Linked DNA regions of Mus musculus: regions 2 and 3 are each linked to region 1. A link is a contact called in public HiChIP or PLAC-seq data. All regions are on one chromosome and are shown on one strand. Each heading gives the region's core, a stretch centred on a gene start, on an enhancer-like site or on the middle of the called end of the contact. The rest is flanking DNA. Distances are from core to core; before and after follow the strand shown. Region 1 has its middle 15 kb from the start of Noxa1. Region 2 holds the start of Traf2 (TNF receptor-associated factor 2). Region 3 holds the start of Ptgds (prostaglandin D2 synthase (brain)).

Region 1 (4,900 bases), core at 1,708-4,207:
CCTTGAACAAAGACCCTTGTTTTTCTTTGGTTCTTAGGTGCTATGTGTAACTTTTGATGCTGTGTGTCTTTCTTGTTGCCTTCTTCCAAGTGTCAATGGATTTTCCCCTTGCTACAGTTTTTCCCAGACTACAAATAGACCTGAGGGGTATGTGTGCACACACATGCATAGGGGTGCACGTATGTATGTGTGTGTCTGTATAAAGGCCAGAATTGGATGTTAGATGTCTTCCTCAGTTGTTGTCTGCTTTTGCTTTTGTTTTGTTTAAGATGGGTCTCACTGTGTAACCCTGGCTGTCCTGGGACTCAACTATGTAGACCAAGCTGCCCTTAAACTTACAGAGATCTGCCTGCTTCTGCCTCCCAAAAGCAGGGATTAAAGGTATGTGCCACCACACCTGGCTTCTCCCTTCCTTTTTGAGACAGGATCGTTCTGTAAACCAGGAGCTCAGCAGTTTGGCTGGGCTGAGCAGCAAGCCAAAGGGATCTTCCTTCCACCTCGCCAGTGCTGGGATTATGGGCTTGCTTTACCACATTTAGCTCTGTCCTTAGGCACTAGGAATGGATCTTGGGTCTTTATGTTTGTGTATCTCCCCAACCCTGGTCCTGAGTTTCGGTGTCCCTCTTCTGCTACGCAGAATCTATCCTCATCCCGACAGTTATGGGTTTTCTACTGCGTCTTCTGAGAAATTTGTCTCTTCCCTGGCCTTCAGCCTCATTTTCCTTTTCTCCCTGACTTCGTGAATGGACATGCACCTTTGTAGATTGGTCTGCAAGCAGCAGCAGGCTCAGGTACAGATGGGCTCTGCTTCAGGCTCTTGGTTCCAAGGACAGAGCCAAGCAGCAGCTGTGCAACAAATACTATGACTTCCGCCAGTAGGCATCCAGTGAGTGTTATGTGAACCATAGCCTGTAGTTTAGCAGCAACCTGGGTATGACTGTGGCCAGTGGGTGTGCAATGAGCAGTAAGTGGTCATGGTCAGGACAATGAGTAGTGTAATGACCAGCAAGAATACAGAGAGCTGTGTGTGACTGTGGCCAACAGGTATGTAATGAATGGAAGGTGATCATGGCCAGCAAGTGTACAGTGAGCAATGTATGGCAATGTCTGGTGATGTGCAGTGTTTAGTGTGAGACAGTGCCTGGTGGTGTGCAGTGTGTAGTCTGTGAAAGTGACTGGTGGTGTGCAGTGTATAGTGTCAGACAGTGTCTGGTGGTGTGCAGTGTGTGTGTAAGACTGGCCTGGTGGTGTGCAGTATGTAGTGTGTGACAGACTGTGCCTGGTGGTGTGTAGTGTGTGTGTATGACAGTGCCTGGTGGTGTGCAGTGTGTGTGTATGACAGTGCCTGGTGGTGTGCAGTATGTAGTGTGTGACAGTGCCTGGTGGTGTGCAATGTGTAGTGTCACATAGTACTTGGTGCTATGTAGCATGTAGTGTCAGACAGTGCTTGATGGTGTACAGTGTGTGTGTGTGTGTGTGTGTGTGTGTGTGTGTGTGTGTGACTGTGTCTGTTGGTGTGCAGTGAGTGTGTATGACAGTGTCTGTTGGTGTGCAGTGTGTAGTGTTTGACAGTGTCTGGTGGTGTGCAGTGTGTGTATGACTGTGCCTGGTAGTGTGCAGTATGTAGTGTGTGACAGTGCCTGGTGGTATGCAGTGTGTAGTATGTGACAGTATCTGGTGGTGTGCAGTGTGTAGTGTGTGACAGTGCCTGGTGGTATGCAGTGTGTAGTGTGTGACAGTGACTGGTGATGTGTGCAATGTGTGTGTATGACTGTGCCTGCTGGTGTGCAGTTGTAGTTTGTGACAGTGTCTGTTGGTGTGCAGTGAGTGTTATGAATGGGAGTGTTGAGAATTGAGAATGGCTTCCTGCTCTTAGATGCCATGCTGGGTTCTGGCCTCAGATCAAGCGGCTTCCCTAAAGACACCAGGGTGGGTAATCATATGCTGCTTGCTGCTCTCTTCACAAGCTGCCCTGCCACATGCCTGAGCATGGGGACATTTTTTGGGTCTATTAACACAGCACCGTAGACATGAGACTAAAGAGGGATTGGACTAGAGAGCCCCAGCCTTGGTAGAAAGGCAGGAGGCTGGAAGGTGATGCCATGTGCAGCTCTCTGAGGGGATGGCAGTTCCAGGCATCGTAGGGGTGCTGTGTGTCTCCAGGACCTTATGGCACTGTCCTTTCTCAGGACCTTCTGCAGACTCCCATCAGCTCTGTCATGGGTTGCCCAGTGATCATCAAACAGCCCTGAGAGTGGAACACTGGGTTCAGGTCACTCTGCTATGAGGCAACGTAGCCAGCATACTGCTGTGCTGGTTACAGTTAGTTCAGACCCAATGAGCAGAGTCTGACAAGAGGTGAGCGGAGCTCTGGGTGGCTCTGTGGAGATCATGTGCCAGGGGACCCTTTGAGGCAGTCAGGTGTCCAGTGTAGCATAGCCACACTCAGCCACAGTGCCCAGCCCTCAGAGACAGACTTTCATGGTATCTACCACTAACCCTATGTGGTGATATTGCAGTTGACTTTGGGAATAACTTTTCAACACATGTCCCTACCTGGATTTGTAAAGTACTTAAAGTGTAGGAAGCTGAGTCAGCTCAGAGCTTAATAGATAAAGTGACAACCATGTGTTGCCACCCAATGTCCCTGTGCCTCAGCCCTATCCCTCCATGGTTCATCTGAGAGCCTCTCTTGTGATTCCCAGAGCCATGTTAGCATGAAGACATCTGGGGAGACACCAGTGGTCCAAATGTCCCTAAGTTCCCAAGACCCCTCCCTCCTACAATTCCTCCATGTGGCACTTCTGAAGAATTCATTATTTGTCTGTTCTGACTTTCAGTAAGTCTGCCTCCCTAGGTTGTAGCTTTCCATCCCCCTCCCTGTGTTCCTGAGAAGCAGGGTTTGGGGTCAAGGTTCAAGCTCTGGCCAGAGGCCATCTGTCTTACTGTCCCAGACCTGCTAGCAAGGCCTCCTGCCAGCAAGCCCAGGATGTCCTTATAGCAACAGCTGTCCCAGGTCTGGTGTGGAGAGGGATGTGGCCAGAGCCCATGAGGGAATGTGGATAAACTGAGAGGCAGGAAGGACTGGAGCAGAAGGCTTCAGCAGTCAGCAGTGTTCAGCTGGCTTCCCAGCTCTACAGCTCAGGATCCCTGCCCAGGGAGTACTCCCATAACCACTCTACATAGCTCTACAGCCCGGGAGTGCTCTCCTAACCACCTCCTGGAGCCTACCCTCTTGTGGCTTTGCAGAATGCCACAGAACTTGCTTATCTCATCCATTCAGATGAACGCCTCTCTGCATCCTGTTGTTCTTATGTCATAAGAACAGGATGTAGCAATTGTTTGCAATGTGCGTCAGCATGCCCCTGGACCTGGCCCCATCTCGGTGGTGCCCAGCGCCATAGAGACCCACTCCTGCCCATAGGCGTGACCCACGGCCGATACAGACTCCTAGGGCTCTCCACTGACACATGACTGCCCACAGTGTGCATGAGGGAGACTGATCATTAGGGAGGTTACCATGGAGATGTTTGTCATGCACTGGGCCACATCCTCCAGAAAGACAAGGCTGTTAGTGCCACTGGGCCCCAACACTGGAAAGGACAGTACACAACAGGCCCGTGGGGAACTATGGGAGGAAACTTCTAGCAAGAGGCTGGAAGGTCACAACAAGGGGAGTGCCTTCAGGCTGGAACCCAGAGTGTCTAGTGACAGAATGAAGGAGCTAAAGGATTGAATGTCCTTTAGCTTTGGTGCCAAGTCCACTGGGGAGTTAACAGGCAAAGGCTGCTCTCTGTTTTGTTTTCGTGGAGTTTTCCAAAGATCCCTCAAACCTTTGCTAGGCCAGCCATGGTTGGCAGGGAACGTAGGAAAACAGCAAGGTCCCTTGGAAAGCGAGAGTGCCAGGCATGATGGTGCTCTCCATCTCTTGGGATACCAGCCCTGGGGAGGCAGATGCAGGAGGATCTCTGTGAGTTTGAAGCCAACATGGTCTACACAGTGAGTTCTAACACATCCAGGGCTACTTAGAGAGAAAACTAAGGAAAAAAAAATAAAGCTAGGGAAACCTGATGGGGAGGGGCAAGGCTGCTGAGCAGTCAGAGCGGACAGACACTGAAGTAAGTGGAAACGGGTCGGGAACAGAAATCGCAGTCACTAACCTGGGGACCTATATGGTCAGCTTCAGGTCCACCACCAGCATAGTTGTGCCGATCTATTAAACTTAAAAAAATATGACCCTTTTTATTATTTCTTGGTTACTCTTTATGCATTTAAGATGGGTGTCATTCTATAGTTCTGACCAGAATATAAACCATACTGACCTCAAACTTGTAAGAAATTTATTTCTGCTTACCAAGAGCTGGGAGTATAGGGGTCTGCTATTATTTCCAGCTCCTGGGTGGTTTCTGGGGTTTTCTTTCTCCTAATTTATTTAATGTGTGTGGGTTTTTTGTTGTTGTTGTTGTTTGTGTGTGTGTTGGCTCCACATACTTGCACTACACAAGGAAGCTTGAAGAGGAGGCCATTGAATGCCCTGGGACTGGAGTTACAGATGGCTGCAAGCCACCATGTCAGTGCTGCCAGTTGAACCCAGGTCTTCTGGAAGAGAAGCTGATGGCTCTTCACCACCAAGCTAGCTAGCGCCCAGTTTTTAACTGAGGCAAACAAGACCATCCAACTGCATGTTTGCAGTGTACTCCCTGGGTATAGATGCTAACCTGCTGTCTTCATGCTCTCTGTTCACAGAACTGCTTCACCCTTCAGCCTTGAGGCTGCTTTAAAACTGCCTCAAGGGCTGGAGAGATGGATCAGCGGTTAAGAGCGCCGACTGCTCTTCTGAAGGTCGCAAGTTCAAATCCTAGCAACTACATGATGGCTCACAAACATCCATAATGAGATC
Region 2 (4,900 bases), core at 1,263-3,762, 440 kb after region 1:
CCTATCCCTGGTTCCCATCAGTTCTTACAGGTTTGTACCATGCCCAACATAAGCCCAGGTACTGGCCGTCAGAAGACAAGGAGTGCAGAGCTAGAGAGAGGAAGGAGGAATGCCAGCTTCTATAGCTCTCCCCTCCTGGATCCTTTACTGACGGCTGCAGCCACATCAATAACTAGATGGCCCAGCTGGTAATGCCATAAAGTGATAGTAGGTACACAGCACAGAATCTGTTTGTGCAACACAACTGTCCAGCCTGTCACAAACTCACCTCCTCTCACAACCCATGCCCTGTGCTCTAATTGAGCACGGCAACCCTAAGACTATGTCCAGGTTCCAAATCCTTGACTTTCTTTAGCTGAACCATCCACCAAAATTACAACCTGCCCCAAATACTAACTCCACTGCCCACCTGGGTCCCAGATCCTAGATGCAGCAGCCACCGTGTCTCCTCCTCTATGGACATGAACAGGGCGAGCACACTACAATTATGAGATGGATGTCCAGTGTGGCATCCAAGCTGTCTCCAACCCTCTATGTAAAGGGGGCAAGGCCAGTACACAGGGACAGATGTTCAGCATAAGCCTGGAAGCCGCACAGCCCATCCTTGGCATAATCTGGAGGATCTATGGACAACTCTTTCTAGATTTTTCTTTCTTCTCCAGGTCATCCTGTCCATGCCTGTAAAAGCTCCCACCCCATGAAACCCACCTGCCAAGCTACACTGACAATCCATGTAGCAACCACATGGGAAGTGGAGGCCTGACACCCCACTGTCAAGAAGGAAACCCCAAACCAACTCTCAGAAAACAGTAGTGAGAGGAGAGGCAGGAAGCATCTCCTTCTTGGAAGAAGGTTTTCTCCAAGTTGGCTGCTGCCATGTCCTCTGTGCTGTCCAGCCTGCTGCTACTTCATGGGTGCAGGAGGAACCACAGCAGGGATTCCCAGAGAGCTCTGACTGGAAGTGCTCAGTGTGCTGCAGCCCAGGAGCCAGTGAGACTAGGTTATGAATGCACATGGCCCTTGCTCAGGTGTGTGGACATAGTGGAGAATCTCCTGAGGAGCCCATGGTGACTGGCAAACAGGAGAAGAGTAACAGGGTTCCAGGCAGCCTGTATTGTCAGAGAATAGTCAGTTTAGGTACGGACTAGAGGGTCCCAGGGAAAAAAACAGCCAACAGGTAAACACCTCACAGACCTGCTAGGCAGGCAAGGAGCCACCAGTTCAGACCAGAGACACAACTGCTGACAGCACTCAGCCTTCCAGATGTACACACAAGGCTTGATAAAAAACAACCCTTCCTTCAGCTTTTAAAACTCAAGTATTTATAAATCCATCATTAAGTATTCAGCAATAAAGTTAATTTTTAAGACTTAAACATCAATTTGAGATTGCTTGGGGTCTCCACCTGATAACAGTTAACTTTGGGTCACTAAATACCACCTTTCTCAGTCAGTTACGCAGGCAGGAAGGGGCCGTGGTGGCAAGGTCAACTGTGACTTCTCTGGGGGACTGGTAGCCAAGCTAGTGAGTTGCACACAAGACAATGATGACATTGCATTGTGTCCACGGAGCTGAAAGTTTGTTTCTCCGATTTTGGGGCCCGCTGGGAGTACGTCTGTGAGTTCTAATCAATCTCATGTCCTTTCCACCTACTCAGGGCTTCAAGTCCATCATGTGGAATATACACTAGGTCCAACCTCCATTAGGCAGGCGTCAGGAGGTTAAGGGCCCTGGGATCAGTCTCCACACCCTGACACATATGCATCTATCCCATCAACATAGTTTCCAGGGCGGTGGTGGCGCAGGCCCTTTAATCCCAGCACTCAGTAGTTCGAGGCCAGACTACTTTACAAAAAGCAAGATAGTTTCCAGAGAAACAGAGGTTCTGAGGGGCAGAAAGGTGAGATCTGAAAAAATAAAGGAGGACAGGGAAGGTAAACCACCAACAGGGAAGAGGCCTTATGGGGGAGGTGGTGTCCGTGATTTGTGTAGCCGGGTGTCAGAAAAGGCGACGTAAATTTGGCAGACCAAATTTGACTGCCCCATCCAAAAAGCATAAGTGGGTGGGAGGTGAGCGGTAAAAGTGGCCTGGGAGACCAGGTATTCGCTCAAGGCCAGTAAGGGCAAGTGGGGCTCGTGGGTCCCTCGGGCGCGATGCCGGACCGAGATCTGGGGCAGGGACCGTACTGCTGTAACCCCGAGCCACCGCGGTAGGCGCGCAGCCAAGCACCGCTGCGGACGTCGCGAACTTTTCCGGCCCCCCTCCCGCGACTTTCAGTTTCCGGCTCCGCGGCTCCGAAAAGTCTACCCACCCACCTCACCCAGACAGCGGCGGCCCCGCATCTGACCCCCAACCGCCACTCCCACCCCGCGCCTGACCCCAGCCCGGCCGCCGCTGAGAGTAGACCCCCCGCTTAGATCCGCGCCGCCTCACCCAACGGTCTTCGCGCGCCCGGAACTCAGCGCTCGCCGGGAAACACCCCCGCTGCCGCGGCCCGCCCCGTCTGACGGACAGACGCACGCGCCTACCAGGAGCTCACAGGGAGCAGCAGCGGCCGTCGATTTGTCAAATAGGCCGCCTTGACTCTGCCCGCTGACAGACGGAAGCAGGAACCTACCAGGAACGAGCACGGAACCGCAGAGAGCGGTGATTAGTCAGAGCGGCGCAGGGGGTGGGGGCTAAGCCGGTTTCTCCGGTTCCTAGCAAGGTTGTTGAGGAAGCTGCCTTGAGCCTCTCTTCGTGGACGTCAGTCACTTGCAGTCACTTGCCACCAAATGTAACTCGAGTTCGAGCCCTGGGTCCACATCGTGGAAAGAGAGCAGGGGTTTATGCATTATTTAGTCATACACACAAATAGACGAATAAGTGTAATTTAAAAGTTTAAAGAGTTAACATTTCAATGAATATTTGCGAACAAAGAAGTGTAGACAAAAGGGTATACTGTGGAACAAACTGACATACTACAGCTTCCGCGACGAGATTTTTTTCCATCTGTTGTGGGAGAGGTTGCAAGGATGAAAGGCAGGTACAAGGGGAGGGGGAGATGGGTGGGATGGGGTGCATGATGTGAAATGCACAATGAACCAATAAAAAGGTTTTTAAAAAAGTTTGAAGGATTCATCAAGAGCACCTTCAACCACATGAACAGGGAAATGTCCCCCAAGAAAGCTTATGTTTGGAGACTTGAGTCTACGTCAACATGTAGATTTGTACACCTCTGACAATTGTCTATTCTCATCTCTGCAGTCCTGTTAAAAAGGTATTTTAAAAAAATTATAAGTATGTATGTCTGTGCACATGAGTGAAGTATCCAGGGATTCCATACAAAGAGGCCATTGTATCCCTTAGAGCAAAAGTTATAGGCTCAGGGCTGAAGAGATGGTTTAGTGGCTAAGAGTACCGACAGCTCTTCCAGAGGTCCTGAGTTCAATTCCCAGTAACTACATGATGGCTCACAACCATCTGTAATGGGATCGGATGCCCTCTTCTGATGTGTGTCTGAAGACAGCTACAGTGTACTCATAAAATAAATAAATAAATCTTAAAAAAAAAAAAAAAGTTACAGGCTCTTGTGAGCTGGGACCCAAACCAAACTTCAGAACTCTGAGAGAGCTCTTAACTCCTGAGTCATCTCTTCCTGCAAAAAAGAAAAAAAATATATATATATGCTGACACATATCTCTATATATCTCTAGACATCACACACACACACACACACACACACACACACACACACACACGCTACACACATAACCACATATAAACAACACCATACACATATATGTATATACACACAAAGTATTTAGAGCTCACCATCAGGGGTGTCCAACCCACAGCATGTATCCCAGGATAGCATCCCAACATTTGTAGCTGTTATATCACAGTGTGGAAGGATGGACACCTCTGCACTCTACCCTCTGTGTCTTGCCTGCATTCATTCTGTAACTGACTTTAAGAGATACTTATGCTCTTCTCTTTGGCAACCAGTCTCTTGAAACAATGTACCCCAGGAAATTTAATTATTCTCCAGGAGTCTCAGAAGGAGAAAGAAGGCTGAAGCCTGGGGCCAACCGAGGAAGAAACTTGTCTCCTGGGAAGAGATGTGCAGCTTCAGGCCATCTTGCAGGCTAGCCGAGCTCAGACAATGATGGGTCAGTGATGGACAGGACCACACCTTGACCCAGCCTACTTAGTGATGCATACCTCCAGCCTCTACTTGAAGTTAATTACTTCATCCAGGAGCTGGAAGGTAGATATGGTGAAGGCTGTGTCATTGAATCTCTTTGTTTTTCTTTCTAGTATGGATACATTGAATAGATCTTTTCTGCTTTTCACTGGTAAAGTTCACCTCTGATTAGCTTATTGAGGACAAATGATTGAGCAGGGCTTGTTCGGGATGCCAAAACAGGCTCTGACCCTAATAACTCTGGTAGCAGTTTAATGAAGATTGCAAGGATTCTGGGAGCCGAGGGAGTCCAAGTGAGATCCTGCAGCTATGAAAACTGTTCTGGGACAAGAGCTGCTTGCAGCAGGCACTGCTGATCCAACCACATTGACTGCACACCCTTGCTCCTGTGGAAGTTGGAATTCCCCTAACTGAATCAGGAATCCCACCCATAGGACAGCAAAGTTGTCCTCTTCTGCTGAAGTTCAGGCAACTGCTGGGTCACGTAGCTTCCTGGAGCCTTTGGGGCTTATTCACGGTAGTGAGTCCACACCTGTGGAGCCTTCTTTACCAGTGGGAGGAGGTGTTTCCTGAGAGCCCCGAGGAGCCTGAGAAGCTAGCCTGAACGTAAGCTCATTCGCTGAGAGCATCTGCTCCCTCAGGGCAAAATGCAGGTGTGCTCCATGCTCCAGACCTTCCCTCACCCACATCCACCAAAGATCTCATTGGCAACT
Region 3 (4,900 bases), core at 1,797-4,296, 360 kb after region 1:
CAAAGATCTGACTTGCTTTGGACTTTTATTTCTTTGTCAAGGCAAAGCTGGAGGGTGTAGAGGTACTTTGGGGAGCCAGGGCTGGGATCTTGAGAGTGACAGAGCAAAGGAGTCCTGAGGCCAGGTCACCTGGACAAAAGAACAAGAGGCGTCAGTGACACAGCAGCACCCTTAGCCCCAGTGGGGCCCAAACAGCACTTCTGGCCAGGGCCTCCTAGAATATTCCTCCAGAGCCTATGGTCCCAAAGGCACAGTCAATGGCACTAGTGTGGAGCCCTCTGACTTGCCATCTCTATCCCTGGCCATTCCCCTTCCTGATCTTGCCCATCCTGGCTCCTTGGAGACCCCTGCTGCGGGATAGGCTTCACGGGACGGCGGTCTCTCCCCATCGCCTGGACTGTTATCCTTCTCCTCACGAGCCCTGGGCCATTGATACCCTATTTTAGCCATTGGTATTGAAACTATACCTTCTTTTGGACTGCCTCACTTGGATGCGTGTGCTTGGGAGCTGTATCCCCACCACTCCGGTCACGTGACCACTCAGTGGCCACCTATTGATGAGTAAATGGCCAAGTAGCGCTTACCATGTGACCAGCCCTCTGACTGACTTCTCTCACCTGCGTTTACTCTTGAATGCACTTATCTGCCAAGAAAGAAGCCCAGGGAAGTAGTGAGCACCAGGCTTAGACACACATTCACCAGGACTCCATGCTTCTTCCTGGACTCTAAGAAGCCTCCCCAAGGCCATGGAGAACTAGCTTTGGCTGAGCCCCCAAACTTCAGACTCCACCCACCTCTGCCCCAATCTGTCCTTTAAAACATAAAAGGTGTCTTTCTCCATCTGTTTGTTCCAGTATCACCCCTGCACCCCTAGCTAGGGGGCTGGCAGACAGGGGAGCTAGGTGTCCACCAGGAACAGGATTCCCAATAAAGGGGGCTGTAGGTAGATGTAATAATGTCGGACAGACTGACACCTCCATTTATTTCCTTGAAGCCCCCTGGACTAGCAGGTAGTAGGGCAAGGCTAAGCTCGCCCTAGTTGCCCTCACTTGCTGCAACCAGAGGCTGCACTAATCTGACTATAATTCCCTCCCCAGCAGCTTAGCCCCCCTCACCCGGTTGGGGCAGGAAAACAATGTCCTCCTCTGTGAGGCCCTGGGCCTTGCTAAAGGTGGTGAATTTCTCCTTCAGCTCGTCCTTCAGAGTCTGGGTTCTGCCTGGTAGATAAAGAACGGTCTGGTGTCAGGAAGCAAAAAGCCCCCGCCCTGCTCCCACACACCTTTGTTACTGTTCTCTAGGGTCAGGTCTTGGTCTGTTTCCAACCCCAGGCATCTCCCCTGTGCGTGGACCTGTGGGCTGGGATACCTACTGTAGAGGGTGGCCATGCGGAAGTCCTGGCCTGGGCCCTTGGTGCCTCTGCTGAATAGCAGAGCGTACTCGTCATAGTTGGCCTCCACCACTGACACGGAGTGGATGCTGCCCGAGTCTGGGAACCCAAGAAATGACACTGATTGGAACATGTGGCTCCCACATCTCCGTCCCTCTGCTCAGAGCGGGTGGCCTTTGGGGGCTTCTCTGTGGGGGGGGGTCTCAGGTCTTCTTCATCCACCTCTGCTCTGGCTGCCCTCCCTGTCCCCCCCCCCCCGCGTCCCCCCCCCCCCCGGGTGGCCACCAGACAGTTTCTAGCTCCCTGCCTGAACAGCCTGGGAACACTGTCTCCAAACCATAAGTCTTAGGGAGAGAGTAGAAAGCACTTAGACCGAAGACATCAGCAGGCTGGGTTACAATATAGCCGGAAGGCAAAGGGAATAGGGTTCTGGTGGGGAGCCAGAGCTCAGGTGAGGGGTGGAAAGAGGTCCTTGGATAGAAGCTATGAAATGTGGGTAGGATTTGGGGAATGCCTGTATGTGACCCACTTGAGCAGCAGAGTACTGGAAAATTCCATTTGGGCAGGAAAGGGACCTTGAAGAATGTGGGTGGGCCTCAGAGAGGCTAAAGTCCCCAGAGAGAGGTGGCCCCGTGTGCCTGAGGCAGACTCACAATCAGACCTGGCCTTGGATGTGCTGTGACCATTATCCCCACAATTTTGGGACAGAGGGTTGTACCCAGATAAGGAAGTGGCTCACTCACGGGGGCTGCTGTAGGTGTAGTGTCCAGGAGCCCCCGCAGGCTGCAGTACCATGATCTTGGTCTCACACTGGTTTTTCCTGTGGGTAGATTGCCCTTGAAGTAAGGGACCAAGCCCCAGGATGTCTCCCAGAATTTGCCATAACCCCTTGTCTCACCTGAGGAAGGTAGAGGTGAGATTGAGGCCGCCTTCTGTGGAGGGGGCTACCACTGTCTTGCACATATACAATACAGCTTTCTTCTCCCGGAACCAGCTTGAGTTGGAGGCGAGGCCCGCGCTGTACCAGCGCCCCAGGAACTGCGACCAGTGGATGCCTGGGTCTGCTCCATGAGCCCCTCATGGGCAGACCCTGGTGGGCTGGTCTTCCCTCCTCTGACTCCTCCCCACACAGGTCCTAGCAGCATGCCTCTCTCTCCACTCCCCTCCCTTTCTAGCAGGCTGGCTCATCGCCCCATGGAGGAGTGGGTAGCAGAGACCCCCCTCTTTCCCCAGGGTGTTGAACTCCTTGTCTTTGTCACAGCCCTCATCCTAGTCCACTATATCAGAGCATACCACATTCCTGACAGAGTCAGGTGGACCAACCAGGCTGTGTGCCAGGGTGGTTCCAGCTAGCTCCCATGCACAAGCACACAGGCTGACAGTGCCCAGAACACCCTCTTTGGTAAGAGAAAGCCTGGCTCTGGCCTGAGGGCTCTGCTTCTTTGGGTGTGGGGTAGGGGGCCTTCTCACCTTGTCTTGTTGAAAGTTGGGCTGCACTGTGTCATGGCCCTGGGCTGGGGTCTGTGGGAATCCCAAGAGACCCAGGAGGACCAAACCCATCCACAGCATGCGAAGAGCAGCCATTTGCTCAGAGCAGAGCAGGTGCCTGGGCCTGATGCCAGCAATGTGGACAAAGCAAGGAAAACTGGGCAGAAGGAGCAGAGGGCACTGTGGAGACCCCCTATTTATGAGTCAGGCTTGGCCTCCACCCAAAGCCCAAGGACTGCCCACTGAAGGCTCGTGATGTTGGTGTGAGGGAGGGTGGCTGTCCCAGCTGCAGCCTCATCTGCTAATTATGTAAGAGGTTCCAGCTGAGCCCCACACCTCCTAGAAGAAGAAACCTCTGCCTGCCCCCATCCCCAGCTCCAGAGGCAGAACTGGCTCAGACCTTGCCCACTCCTGCCGGCAAAGCCCACATACCTCACAGTGGGGATGGTGCCGGGTGTGTACTCTGGCGCTTCCCTGCTGCTGGAAAATCTAGTCACTTCCCACCTAGGGCTAAGACCTGCTTCTCACAAGCCCTACCTATCATCCCTCTCCAAGTCCCATGACCCCAGCAGGGAACACAAAGCACCATTTGTGCCTTGAACATTTGGTCCTGAAAGGCTAGCAGTCATGAGGCCATGAGGAACCCTCACCAAGATAAAGAAGCTCACGCACTCTACCCTGAAGCAAATCCAAGAACCGGCATGTTGAGTACAGCCTCCCCCGTGGTCAGCTTCTGGGGTTCACATGGTGGCCCTTTGGGCTCCCATAGAGGTGGTGGGTGGGAAGGGTGAAGCGGTGGGCTTCAAGCTACTATAGGTGAGGACAGAGTCTGTGGCTTCCTCCTGGCTTCCAAGATCTGTCTCTGGATGGGACACCAATGACCACAGAAGAGAGAGAGAGCCAGCCCACACTGCCCTTCATCCCGTCCCTGGGGCCCAGGAACATTTATTTATCCTGGGTTCTGGGGCACAGGATCATTTAACATGAACATCTGAGTGGTCTTTGTGAGGAAGGTCTCTTGCTTTCTCACTAATGTTGGGGCTACCGGAAGTGGGTAGATTCCAGAACCCCTTTACTCAGCCCACCTCAGCCCCTCCCTGCCCAGAACACTCAGCTCCATCCATGCCCAGAACCTAAGGAGAGAGGATCTGTCAGAGGGAAGCTGACCACAGAGCCCGACCCCAGCCAGGCCCAGCGGCTGATCTGGGAGTTTTCTCCAGAGGGGCTGAGGATGGGGGCAAGAAGAACAACATGCCAGGTGGTGGTGCCGCACGCCTTTAATCCCAGCACTTGGGAGGCAGAGGCAGGCAGATTTCTGAGTTTGAGGCCAGCCTGGTCTACAGAGTGAGTTCCAGGACAGCCAGGGCTACACAGAGAAACCCTGTCTCAGAAAAACAAACAAACAAACAAACAAACAAACAAACAGAAGAGCAACATGGCAAAACCTGGGAGCATCAACCTGTGTGTGGGGTCCTGTAGATGACTGAAGCAGAGTAATGGGAAGTACTTCCAAGTGTGGAAGCCTCTTGTGGTTTAGATCTGACATGTCCCCAGCACTCTGCTTAAACGTCCTCTGATGGATGACAGTTCTCTGGGGATCTGTGGAACCTTTAGGAGGTGTGGTCTCGCTGGGAGAAGTAGGTCGCTGGAGAAGGGCCTTTGAAGGTGATTTTTGGCCTCTGTTCCTGCTGCTTTCTCTTCTCCATTGTTCCTGGTTCCATGCCTCAAAATAAATCTTTCTTCTCTAAAGTTATTTCTGCCCAGATACCGTGGTTTGATTTTTCCCCCATTATTTATTTATTTATTTATTTATTTACAGCTCGATTGCTGCCCCTCTTCCTAGTCCTCCCTCCCACAGCCTCTCCCTCACCCCCACCCCTTCTCCTCTGAGAAGGTAGTAGCTCCCCCTCCCATCTCTCTCCTCCAAGGTACATCAAGTCTCTGCAGGGCTAGGCAGATTCTCTCCCACTGAGGCCAGACAAGGCAGCCCACTTAGGGGAACAGGATCCACAGGCAGGCAACAGA

What was found. HiChIP or PLAC-seq counts read pairs in DNA pulled down with a chosen protein or histone mark.
Region 2: a contact with region 1 is called in a FOXA1 HiChIP or PLAC-seq map of pancreatic cancer cells. The contact joins the promoter of Traf2 here to the enhancer-like site in region 1. A contact is called at or near these places in 3 of 39 promoter capture datasets (hippocampal neurons, liver and stem cell-derived epiblast-like cells) and 2 of 115 datasets of contacts at active chromatin or transcription factors (large pre-B cells and pancreatic cancer cells).
Region 3: a contact with region 1 is called in an HNF4G HiChIP or PLAC-seq map of pancreatic cancer cells. The contact joins the promoter of Ptgds here to the enhancer-like site in region 1. A contact is called at or near these places in 10 of 39 promoter capture datasets (the 3T3-L1 cell line, the C10 cell line, embryonic stem cells and 6 more), 1 of 115 datasets of contacts at active chromatin or transcription factors (pancreatic cancer cells) and 1 of 9 other capture datasets (liver).

Annotation. Positions count from the first base shown.
Region 1 is chr2:25,108,049-25,112,948 of GRCm38.p6, forward strand. No RefSeq gene overlaps it. Among named protein-coding and RNA genes, the nearest start is that of Noxa1, 15 kb to the left of the region's middle. Within about 2 kb of position 2,958, at least 88 of the 459 cell types and tissues checked have an H3K27ac peak or open chromatin away from gene starts, as enhancers often do. A contact at or near this core is called in hematopoietic stem and progenitor cells, liver and pancreatic cancer cells, where this site is marked.
Region 2 is chr2:25,544,428-25,549,327 of GRCm38.p6, forward strand. Traf2 (TNF receptor-associated factor 2) reads right to left here and starts at 2,513. Exons shown (of 11, transcript NM_009422.3): 1 at 2,435-2,513. Gm35476 (a long non-coding RNA gene) reads right to left here. Exons shown (of 4, transcript XR_866044.3): 4 at 3,498-3,638.
Region 3 is chr2:25,466,703-25,471,602 of GRCm38.p6, forward strand. It overlaps Ptgds (prostaglandin D2 synthase (brain)), which reads right to left and starts at 3,047. Exons shown (of 7, transcript NM_008963.3): 1 at 2,858-3,047; 2 at 2,286-2,425; 3 at 2,131-2,207; 4 at 1,370-1,486; 5 at 1,116-1,217; 6 at 585-643; 7 at 10-129. The coding sequence starts at 2,971. The coding sequence ends at 624.